Linked DNA regions of Zea mays: region 1 is linked to region 2. Evidence: chromatin contacts called from public Hi-C data. All regions are on one chromosome and are shown on one strand. Each heading gives the region's core, a stretch centred on a gene start, on an enhancer-like site or on the middle of the called end of the contact. The rest is flanking DNA. Distances are from core to core; before and after follow the strand shown.

What was found. A called contact is a pair of places that touch in the nucleus more often than the background predicts.
Region 1: a contact with region 2 is called in a Hi-C map of leaf, with 8 times the contacts expected there. The contact joins the promoter of LOC100274215 here to the promoter of LOC100192593 in region 2. A contact is called at or near these places in 7 of 25 Hi-C or Micro-C datasets (bundle sheath, ear, endosperm and 3 more).

What each region holds. Positions count from the first base shown.
Region 1 is chr2:209,276,737-209,282,600 of Zm-B73-REFERENCE-NAM-5.0, reverse strand. LOC100274215 reads right to left here and starts at 2,334. Exons shown (of 11, transcript NM_001365842.1): 1 at 2,170-2,334; 2 at 1,328-1,409. The coding sequence starts at 2,260.
Region 2 is chr2:209,066,742-209,073,146 of Zm-B73-REFERENCE-NAM-5.0, reverse strand. LOC100192593 reads right to left here and starts at 2,094. Exons shown (of 2, transcript NM_001350133.1): 1 at 1,511-2,094; 2 at 492-1,415. The coding sequence starts at 1,891. The coding sequence ends at 711. It overlaps LOC100276996, which reads right to left. Exons shown (of 1, transcript NM_001150672.2): 1 at 5,841-6,405. The coding sequence ends at 5,895.

The sequences.
Region 1 (5,864 bases), core at 1,085-3,584, 210 kb before region 2:
TGTTTAAACTTTATTTAACTATCTTTTTTAAAAAATGTTATCTATCTTTGTGCTGGTCTAGTTAGAGTTATTTGGAACTTATTTATTTATGTTCCTATTGTTTTATTGCTTGTAGTCAAACTTGTTATTTTATTGAACTCATAAATTTGCGCTCTACTCTATGTTGATCACATGACTAGTTAATTGCATGATGTTTGAGGCAGTGCCCTGTTTGAAATCTATAACCTAATCAGGCAATCAACATAAAGTAATGTGCTAGCCATGCAATGTCTAAATAGGATCTATAAATGTAGTGGAGGATGGTATCATCTTCCACATCTTTCTATGAACTCATAGTTTGGTAGATTCCCTTCGTCGATCTAGGTTTGATATAGCGCGCAACTATGATGCGTGGATACTTCACAAAACTCACGTACCGGTGTCGGATACCGTATCGGATACAGATACTCCTCGGATACTTCCGGATACGTATCCGGGACGTATCGGGAATTTCTGTGAATTTAAATAAATAAAAAATGACGGATACTCCTAGGACACCTCTCTAACACCTACGGGATACCTTATATGGTCTCTGGTCTGTTAGAATTAGAACTTAGAACTTGTGTGGTGAACTAGTGATTATTTGCGAGTCTGCTGGTGTAGCGTATCGTTACACATGTTTTTGGCATGCTGGATTTATTGATTTGAGTCCAGATAAATTCTGGAAGAGGAAGTAGATGTTTACTTTAGTCAAAGTTGTTGAACATTAACTTTTAATGCCCTTAAATTGAACTGGTCGGCTGTGGTCCATCTCAGACATTTCAGCATTTAATTTAATTTATAATATATATTGCGTATCGCCGTATTAGTATTTTTTGAAAAATGGCGTATCGGGGTATCGGCGTATCGTGTATCTGTATCCCCGTATCAGGGCAACATAGGCGCGCAACAGTGATTTAAACAAATAATGAGCACCACTGAGCAATAAAACAATAGGAATAGATATAACTGAATAACTATAAACAGGTCACCAGTGGGTAGATAGCAATTTTGGGGGGGGGGGGGGGGGGGGGGTAGTTCTGATTTCATTTTCCAATTTAAACTAATAATTACTTAATTAGTTATGATTTTTTTAAAGATTGAACTAGATTAATAGAAAACTCCCTTGGAAACCACTTTACACCAGTTCAGGTAGTGTGCTATCCAGTTTTGACAGTTGTAGGGTGTCTTGTACTGGTTTTCATAGTTCAGGTTTGAAAATCAGTTTTGACAAGTTTGACGTTGGAAGAACTTTACAGTACAAAAAGGGGGGGCTTAAACCAAGCATAGGAGCAGCAGAAAAGCATACTTTTGTATCTCCATAAGCTCATCTTCCACCCATGCAAGCCTGCTTGATACAATGAAGCATCGCTTTGGCACAACGAACTTGCCTGCAACAATGCGAACAAGGAGGATCAGTTAGGCACAGTTGTAGCAAAATGGCCTTAGTTGTAACCTGCATACGAAAAAACAACTAGCTTCATCCAAAGCCACCGGATGGTTCCATAATTGCACCTTGAAACAGCAAGGAGAAAGCAAACTATATATTTGCATGCGCAGAAACAGATATGGAGAGTGTATCAGTGTATGGCTTACTAGAGGTGTCTAATAACCACGTAGGGTGTTAATGACAAGTGGCAACAAAAATCTTTTTAATGGCACGAAGACACGTGAATCTGGTTCCTATGCAGCACGGCATAAAGCTAATTTTCAATCTGGCATATAACATAACCAACCCGAGCAAGTCTCTCCTTTGTATAGACCGACGAGTTTCGGTTCGCTCAAAACTCAACTACTGCTGCCACAAAGGGCAAAAAGGTGGCAACGAGATAAATTGGTGGAATCTCCTGACAATTTACCCCAATCTTTCACATAAAAAAAAACGGACAAACCCAACATTTCGTTCAGTATGCTACAACACTTAAACTCGTAGTAAGCATGCGCCGCGAAACGTGCCACGGTTCTCTGAAGCCTAGCCACATGGCCCCGTATGAATGTGTCCGACCGGTGGGAAGAACACCGACAGGAGAGCCGGCAACGAAGCTAGTTATTGCGAATCGGCACGCGGATGCAGAGGACATGGGCAGAGCGATGGAATGGCGAGCAGAGGAGTGAGGGGGGGGGGGGGGGGGGGGGGTTGCGTATCCGTACCGGAGCGGACGGGGCGGAGAGGGGCAGCGAGAGGCCGGAACCTTCCGGCCACGAAGGTGGCGGAGGGGCGCGCTCCCAGTCCAGCAGCCATGGGGAGAGGGATACAGGCCGCCGGCGTGAGGGAGGAACGGAGGTGTGTGTGTGTATTGGAGGTTTTGTCGAAGCGAAGGGAAAGGGATAAGCGGGCCCACGCGCGACCCGTCCTGGCGTCCTCCATCCTACAAGTACAACGCTTCAAGGCTCAGGCTCATTTCTGCAATCTCAAAGCACTCTCCTAGTCCTAGGTGCAGTTCGATTGATGGGCCTAATGGGCTGGAGTGAGAGTTCAGTTCACGTGTCCCTCCGTAATCAATGGGTTGAGCTTTGAGCAGTTGCTCCAGGCTTTTTAGTTTGTCCAGTAATCAGCTGTACTCTGTAGATAAGCACTTGCGTCTCCCAGATTTTCAGATGCCTAGCTTGTACCCTCGTGTTCAGGCTCACATGGTTATTGTTGGTGACGATATAGTAAGCCAGGATAGACAAAAATCATCATCAGTTTTCCTTTACCAGTTTCATGCTTTCATGAGTATAATGTGAATTTAAGCGCGTGGTTCAAATATCATTAAAAAATTATGGTTCTATATGCTAGCTTTGTTATGTATCAATATTTGGTCTGATACGGATGTTTTGCACTCCTAAATACTAGCTCTAAGCGCGAAAATTTGACGATCTCCCTGCCCTGATTGGCTGATTAGACCAACTCCAGCAGCTCTCCGCATGCGGCTCCGTATCCCTATTTTGCGCAGCGAAGCACACTATTCATCAGTCCAGCAGTCTCCGCATCCGTCTCCCTAAAACGCACGACCTGTACCTGCACTCCCCTTTTCCACGCTTTCTCTCTCCTCTCCGCAGCTCTCTGCATGCGCGCGCGGCTGCTCGCGGGCCCCAGGTGTCATAGACTGCATGTGGAGTGCAAATACGGAGTCTGCTGGAAACGGAGACGGATACGGAGAGGAGAGGGAAACTGTTGGTCGTGCGTTTTAGGGATACGGAGAGGGAGTCTGCTGGAGTTGGTCTTACAGCAGCAGCAACAACAAAGTTAGGAATGGTCGCGCCACGCCCCCGCCTGCGGCTCTGCAAGGTAACTTCTGAAGAAATGAAAAGGACCACCGTTCATAGTGCCGAGATGCTCCTCTCAAGGTCCACCCGACTAGAGATGGCAATAGGTACCCGCGACCCGATACCCAATAGGTATTTACTCTATTAGGGTATGTATGCGGGCTAAATATTCTACTCGTGGGTCTGTTATTGGGCAAAAATCTTCACCCAATGGGTAAACGTGTATTAGAACGTTCCGCCTTCACCCATACCCGTTAACCCGTGGGTATAAAATACCCAATATAAACTTATCCGAAGCATGAACTTGGACTTTAGTCATCCAACTTTTTTACTATTTAACAACAATTTAATGACCATGTAATGGAACATGTAATGTGCTATGTAGTACTATCATAGTGTTACTACTTTATCCAATTATCTTTGGTGTGTTGAATGGATGGTTAAATGATGCTAGAAAATTTTGTAATGGTATTTATATGGATATACTTGACATTTGTATAGTATAATATTTTGATAGTTGTTTAATTTTTGTGGGTACGGGTGACCCGATGGGTGACCCATACCCACATGGGTATGGGTATGGGGGTAAATCCATACCCGCCAGTGTATATGGGTGACCCGGTGGGGTTATTTTTGTGTCGTGTGTATGGGTATGGGGTAGTAATACCCGGTGGGTATTTACCCATTGCCATCTCTACACCCGACGCGCAGAAAAGAAACTGAATCGAGAGCCAAACAGTAATGTTCTTCTAAACTAGTTGGAGGTATAGATGTCCAAACGGGCCACCCGGCATGGCACGACCCGAACCCGATTCGGCCCGGTCCAAATAGTGTCGGGCCAGGCACGACCCGTTAATGGATCAGGTCGGGCCGTGCCGGCCCATGTGCTCAGACGTGTGTCCAAGCACGACACGTCCATGTCTGGATCGTGTCAGGCCGGCCTAAAAACCTACCGTGCTAAACGGGCCGTGCCACACACTGGCCCGCCCAAAAACTCAATGCATAACAGATCAGTTACAACAGATTACAGACCAGTTATAACAGATATAACATACTAGTTATAACACAAAATATATTACACACACAGATTACATACAAAACATATTACACACACTGAGAAAACATATTACACAAGTTAGAACAGATCACTCGCAGACATAAATATGCAAATGAAATAAATTATATGGAGCTATTAGTGCAATGGCTGCCTCATTAAAAACCTTCTTAGGTAAAAACTCACACCTCGTGAGAAAACCCTAAAAAGGAAAAAAGAGTGCAGCCCAGCTCCTAAGTTCATTAGTTTATTACAATCCACAACTCCACAGTCCATAAGTTCATACAGGCATACAACTCATAAGACATATCACATAAGACATGCAGATCCACTTAAGCATTTTTCATCATTCCTAGATAGTGTTGTTGGGTCATCAAGCCAGAGGTTTTCATGCTCAGCTTCAAGTTCTTGTGTGTCCTCCTCCATACTGTGTTGCAGGTGAGCGTCAGCGAGTTCCCAATCTTTGATGCAGGACAAGATCTCAACCATATCAGGAGCTAGTCGTCGGCGCTCTTCAATCACCCTGCCAGCAAGACTAAAGGTAGATTCTGAAGAAATAGTAGATGTTGGCACGGTCAAGACATCCTTAGCAAGTAGTGAAAGAATAGGATAAGTTAATTTATGTTGATGCCACCAAGATAGGACATTGAAGTCCTCATCAAACTCAATGATAGTGTCACTGTCTAAGTAGGAAACTAGCTCAGATGTTGATGCAACAGTAGAGATAGATTGAGGGGTAGAAGAAGAGGAACCTGGTCTCCTTCCTAGTGTAGAAGAATACTCACCATCAAGGTCATCATCACCATATATATCATCCCATGCCATTTTTTGTTACCACAACCAAGTGCTTATGGTTGGTGAGTGGCACGCAAGCGTGCATCGCCAAATTTGGTCTCATACAACTGAAATACCTTGGTTAGCTTAGTACGAACATCAAATGGAAGCCTAGAGTAATCAGTACCAGTTAAACTAGATAACTTAATAAGGACCTTGTTAAAACCTCTCATTTTAGCTCTAGGATCCAAAATAAATGCAACTGCATATAAAATTGGAATGTCTCTCCAATACTTCAAGAATTTATCTTTCATAGGAACAACAACACATCTTAGCAATATATCATTCTCAAATGCATTTAGATGTCTAGCTATCCTCAAAATGTGATGCAACATTAAAGTAGCAGTAGGATAGTAGACACCAGACAATGCAACAATTGATTCATAAAATAATTCTAAGAAAGATAACACTTTTTCAGCAATTGCCCAATGATTATCAGTAAGTAAAGGAGCCCCATCCTCATTCAAAGGATACTGAGTTTTGATAAAAACAGAGAAGGTGGACTTGTGTGGTAACAAGTGTTTAATCATTAAATAAGTAGAGTTCCATCTAACATCCATGTCAACACCAAATTTACGAGGGCGAATAGCCATACTCATACAATAGCTTTTATATGCAGCTATACGTTGGTTGGATGCATTTAAAAATGTTATAGCAGTTCTAAAGTCATCAAGATATGTTCTGATAGGATCCAAACCAGATTTAACAA
Region 2 (6,405 bases), core at 845-3,344:
CTTAGATACTTTTACATAAAGTTAGTTGTGTAAAAACTACTTCTTTTGTGTTTTGACTCTCCTCGAAACTGATACAAACCTACTGTGGATCATGTATTCATATAACTGGAACTGCCAATTCCAGAGTAGGGAATAATGGTAAACACGTCCATATGTTAGGAACAGTCCATGTCAACTGATATGGCAAGGTCAGTGTCTCCCAGCAAAAGCTACTCCCTGTTTTTTTTTCCAAAATACATTCTGTTCTTTATCTTTAAACATTTTATTTAACTGTTTATTCAAAAAAATTATATAAATATTATTTATTTTGTTATAACTTGTTTTATTTTTAGAGATACTTTAATAATAACTTGTTTATATTATTATTTGTGTAAAAAATAAATAAGACAAATGGTTAAATATAATATCTAGAAGTCAAAAGTGTCAATTATATTGGGGAGGAGACGTGGGCAACTTTCAGTCTTTCAGATATCATCAAACCTCACTGTTTTAACTCAGCAAAATGCGTGCCCTCGAGTTCAACATTAACTCAGCAGAATGGAAGATTGGACATACTATTGAACATGGTATGGATAAGGCTGACGCCATTAACTCAGAACAAGACAGGCAAGTAGCGCTTACGTCTACAATGACTTCCAGCGTGCTGGGAACCTGCCATTGCATCAGGCGTGGTGCGACCTTGGCGACACAAACCTCACCGTGCGCTACCTCTACTGGAACCGCACCCCGCGATCGTTGAACAGCCGGAGCAATCGTTTCAGCTCGTCGTTGGACACCTTCGATGGCCTCTTGCCGGCGAGCTCGGCGGTGTCCAACGCTCCAGCAACCTTCTCCTTGAACGCCGCGACCTCTTCCTCGCTGAAACCAACCACTCTGTTGCTGCCATCGTCGTTTCCCCCACAGTCATCTTCTCCACTGTCGTCGACCTCAAGCGGACCTAGGCTGACACCACCGGCACATCTCTCCGTTCTCAGCGACCGGCGCAACAGCTCAACGACCATCCTCTTCTGCTTGAAGATGGCGGCGAGGGTCTTGTTCTTCTGCCCGAAACACACGCGCGTGAACGCCAGCCACTCGCTGACGTCGACCCCTGGCACGGTGCCCCGCGGCCGGATCTCGACGAGGGACGAGTCCACCCGGGGCATGGGCACGAAGTCCCTCTTGCTCACGTCCATGAGCAGCCTGACGTCGGCGACCAGGCGCACGTTGGCCGCCAACCGGTTGTACTCCCCGTCGCCCGGCGCGGCCACGAGCCGCCGCGCGAACTCCTTCTGGAGCAGCAGCGTCGCCGTCCGGAACCGGTAGGGGCCGAACAGCAGCTTGGCGATCAGCGGCGAGGAGATGCCGTAGGGGATGTTGGCCACGCAGACGTCGAACTCCGGGAACTCTACCTCCACGGCGTCGCCCGCAATCACCTGCCGAACACGAGGGAGGGGGAACCGTCGTTCTCAGTCAGCAAGCTTTTCCTTTTAGACATTCTGTCGAGCGAGTGGCGGGCGGGCGGGCGGACCTTGAACTTGTGCGCGAGGCCGAGAGCAGCGGCGCGCGCGGTGACGGCCTCGACCATGCGCGGGTCGATCTCGACGGCGGTGACGCGCGCCGCCTGGGACGCGAGGAGGCGCGCGGTGAGGTTGCCCGTGCCGGGCCCGACCTCGAGGACGGCGTCGCCTGGACTGATGGCGGCGTGGCGCGCGATGGCGTCGAGGACGCGCGGGTTGGTGAGCAGGTGCTGCCCGCGCGGCTTGTGGAGCCGGAAACGCCCGTCCCACGCCTCTGATGTGGACGCCCCAAACTCAGGCGACGACGAGGTGGCGGTGGCGGCGGTGGGGGTGTAGAGGTAGGCTTGGCGGACGGCGCGGCGCGCCCAGAGAGCGGAGACGGCTCGCTTCATGTCTCGACTGCAGAGCTGCTTGGTTGGCCTGCTTGTACGACTGCAGAGGCGCTCGATGTCCCCGGCGTGTATCGGCAGCACCAGGTCCGCGCGCCACGGTCGACCCACTCTCAGTTTCGTGGTGTTTGCCTGTGTCAGGCTTCGCCCCTGCGCTTTCCCCGTTGATTGCTTCCTGGCCGACGCGCGATCCTAAAATGTTTGTGTCAGGCGACTCTGCCCGCATCGGTTTTTTTTTTTTTGGAGTAGTACAGGATGGATAATGTTTGAGATTGCTTACTGTGGCCGGCCTGCAGGTTCGTAGTGCTTACCCTGAGTGAATGGTTTGAGGGTGACTACTGTGGTGTCTGGTGTATGTATGCAAAATCGTTTGCCGCACTGGTCTGATGGTTCTGTTATACACGACTACACGCTACTGCTATTTAGGCCATATTTATTGGGAGCATATCGAATGCAAATACGTTTTTGGTACAAATCATGTGTAAATCTACTATTTTTTTTTTTGAAAATATCTGAAAAAAATAATATACATCTCAGCTAAGTTCATCTATACATAAAATTTTATTTTATGGTAAAATTTATCTTACTCTATCAGCTAAAAAAGATAAAATTTCTGACAAACATTAACCCTTCAAATGCACCAAAATCCGTGGGCTGACTGACGAGGCACTTGTACCTGTACTACTACTTCATATACATCCACTACCACTAGTGGGAGGCCATGCTCTGTCGATCATGCGGTGGCAGCAGCAGAAGCAGCGGCTGTGGATGGATGGGTGAGGCGCTAGTGACCCGAGAATCTCCGGGGAATACGAGGCCTGACTGCCTGAGCTGAGCGCGACCGCTTCTAGTGGGCGGGGCCGATGAGTAAGGCGCCGGGCGGAGGGGATTGTGTGACATGTCGCCATGTCGGCTCCGCCCTGGGACGACATGTCAGTTTCAGTGTCATCGTCGCCCGGTAATTGATGCTGGCGCTGTGCCTTTGTTTTGTTCAGTCGCCGACTCGCCGTGGGCGTCTTGGGACGCTAGTCAAGAGTGACTGTCTAGCAGGAGAGCAGGGGAGGGGGCGCCGGCGGCGCGCATCGCATGCATGCTGACCGGTACGGTGCATGCAGGGGCCCAGGCGGAAGCTGCTGCGACTGCGACCCACCTTCTGAGGCGGTGGCCCGGTTGGGCCGCGTCTCCTCCACCCCCATCATTCGCGGCGATGAAAAAGCCGCGGCAGGCCCACGATCGTGTTCGTGTTGGTGGTGGGTGCGCAGAGAACCGGCCGGGTTTTGGCAGTGACTGACGAGGCACACTGTGGCGTCCCTCACTCCTCAGGCCTCAGCTACTAGGCATGGCAGCAAGGCCACCCAACATCCGCTGTGTGTGCCTGTGTGTGTGTAATGCATGCGTGCCCAAAATGACTCTCGTGCCTAGCTCCCACCCTGTTTTCTCGTTTTTTTATGTGTTTGTTTTCGGCGGCAAACTTGTTTTTATCTAGCTACGACTACTGTTTTATTTGCTGTTAATTTCTTCTAAGCTGCTTTCCTTTCCGAAGCATCCAAACAGGAGGATGCTGTGCACGCGCGCGGTGATGAGTTCCAAGACCCCGGGCCGCGCCGGTGCCCCGTACGTGGCGTGGTAACAGTATTCGCCACGGCGGCCGTACCACCCACGCCTGGCCTGAGCCTGAACCTGACACGGCTGGATGTTAGCCGGTGTCATGTGTCCAGTGAGTCACGCATCAAATTCAGAGCTCCAATTATTCATTCGGCCGCACCGCACCGCACACCCAACTACTCTACTCTACACCAGAAAGAATGTGTTGATACCTGATTCCAATTTCCATGTGTAGGTATCCAAAATTAAGACAGTACAACTCCTTTCTTTTTTATTTGCCGTGTTTTAATTCAAAGATGAACTAGCAGAGACAACAAATATTTAAGAACTGGAGGAGCTATGTTGGAGATGGCAGTGACGGAATTAGGAGAAATCAAACTTCGTCCACACCATCCTTCCAGATATCTGCACGCATGCCAACTGCCCGCAAAGAGACGAGTGAAACTAGCAAAAGGCATTTCTGACAGAAAAGATTTCTATTTAATACCACTCCAGCTCCAAACTGAACGAATCAGCACACAAATTAAACTATCTACATCAAACACTTCGCTCAACGGAGGATTGATCGATGAATGGAAAACGTAGCATTATCTATACAATCATGTAGCGGAAAATTAAAGGGCATGGTTGTTCTTCACAACTAGTTTCGGCCGGGTTACTTTTCATGTAGTTCGTTTCCAACGGGCCGGGGAGGGAACGACGACATGCCAGCATCAAACTGCATGCCAAGCATGCATTGGGTGTTAAAAATGGCTGCTACGTACACTACACTAGAACCAAAATGCAGCTCGAAGTTGCTGCAAGACACGCAGGTAGAGGAACAAGCGCGCAGCAGCCATATTTTTGAGCCTGCAATTAACATGAAACGAGCTGAAGGCCGCCGGCGGGCACAGAAGATTCTGCATCACACAACCATGATAGCTCTAACTCGAGTGCCACTACCGCTGGAATCCTATGATCATGTAACTAAGAAAGAAAGGCACTGCTACTCCTATGGCTATACGGATAGCTAGAGAGAGAGAGAGAGAGAGAGAGAGAGAGAGAGAGATAACTACCAGCGATAGCAAGGAGCACAGAATTCAAAGGTCAGATCATGCACTCACGCTCGCGCATGAAAAAGAGAGCGAAGACGATAAAGCTGCCGCGCATCACCAAAAGTGAGACACCCATCCATCCATGCACTAAAAGTGATGGAGTAACGAGAGCACAGCATGCAGCAGCAGTAGCACTGTGGTACTACTACTGCTGAGAGAGAGGAGCATATCTATGTACCATCAAGAAGCGCCAGATGTTTATAAATTTCTCATAACTCACGAAACCATCATAATTCGTACAAGCCGAGTTTGAACAAACCCCCCAGCCCCAGAAAGAAGGAGAAGTTAATTCCACTCTAGAAGAAACAAAGAAACAAAGAAAGAAAGAAAGAAAGAAAGAAAGAAACTGGATATGAACCTTTGACAACGCTAATGCGTGAGAACTCAAAAACAGTTCTCTAACTCAGCTGCAAAAGGTGTAGAAAGTACTAGTATTAACTTGTACATCTAAAGGGTGTTCTTCTCAAATCCATTGAAGGGAGCGAGAGGGAGAGTAACCAATTAAACACACTGATTTAGGGGGTGTTTGGTTTTAGAGACTAATTTTTAGTCCCTCCAATTTATTCCACTTTAGTCACTAAATTGTCAAATATGAAAAATAAAATAGAGTTATAGTTTCCATATTTTGCAATTTATAGACTAAAGTGGAATAAAATGGAGGGACTAAAAATTAGTCCCTAGTAACCAAACACTACCTTAAAATGCCGAGATGAGAGATCGAGCGAGAGAGAGAGAGAGAGAGAGGCTCATGACTTGCACCATGATCTCACATGGGCCACCGCCTTATATATATTGTATTACCCCCCACACCATATGCCCTATGTACAAAACACCCAAGGATCGGAGAAGCTAGCCAAGAAAGTAGCAAATCAAGGAGTAGTGTCAGGGCAGCACGGCACTTACAACTTCTTGCCTTCTTTGCTCTCGAGTCTCGATCGATCTCTAGCTCGCCATGGTCTCAGGATCTCCTCCTCCTCCTCCTAAATCCATGCATGCCAGTTGTGGACGGCCGGCCTTGATCATCGCTTGACGGCCAAGACCGTAGATCCCATGAAGATCATAGTCGCGGCGAAGGAATTCTCTTGAAATATTGGATTGGATCATTTGTTTGATTTGTCTAAGTTTCTGCCCTATGAGGTGGTGAGATGGTCTAGCTCTCTTCTTTCACAGCGTTCTCTCTCTCTCATCTCAGTTTTCTTTTCCCCGCAAATTTACATGTTATTTCAGTCAAGAAAAAAATTAACCAGAAATTAAGGTACAAAAAAACCAAGTTAACGAGGCCAGCAGGACAGCCAGGCGCGGCTTGGCTAGAAGAGCGTGGCAATGGAGGATCCGCAGTTGGCGAGGTCTGGCCAGGCCGCGGCAGCGCCGCCAATGCCGCTGTTGCCCCAGTATAAGAACGAGGAGGGGGCGGTTGGTGCCGTGGAGGGCGTGGAGCTAACACTAACAGCGGGGTTCATGGACGCGGCGGCGGCGGCGGCCATGAGCGCGTCAGACGCGGTGACGACGTTGGCGTCGACGTTGGACGACGACGGCGTCGGCAGCTCCCAGTCCCAGCTGGCGCTCTGCTGGTCCCTTGATGACGGCTTCTGCTGGTGATCCCCGGCTCCGGCGGCCTCCGCCTTGACGTGCAGCTCCTCCAGCCCCGGCACGAGGGAGCTGGACAGCAGCGGCGCGTAGAAGCTGTCCATGATCCCGGGCGCGCCGCCTGCCCCGGCGGCCTCCTGCATCCACGGCTTGAGCTGGATCTGCGCGCCGGCGCCTCCTCCGTATCCGAGGCCCAGCAGGTGGTCCAGCTGCGTCTGCTGTTGCTGCTGC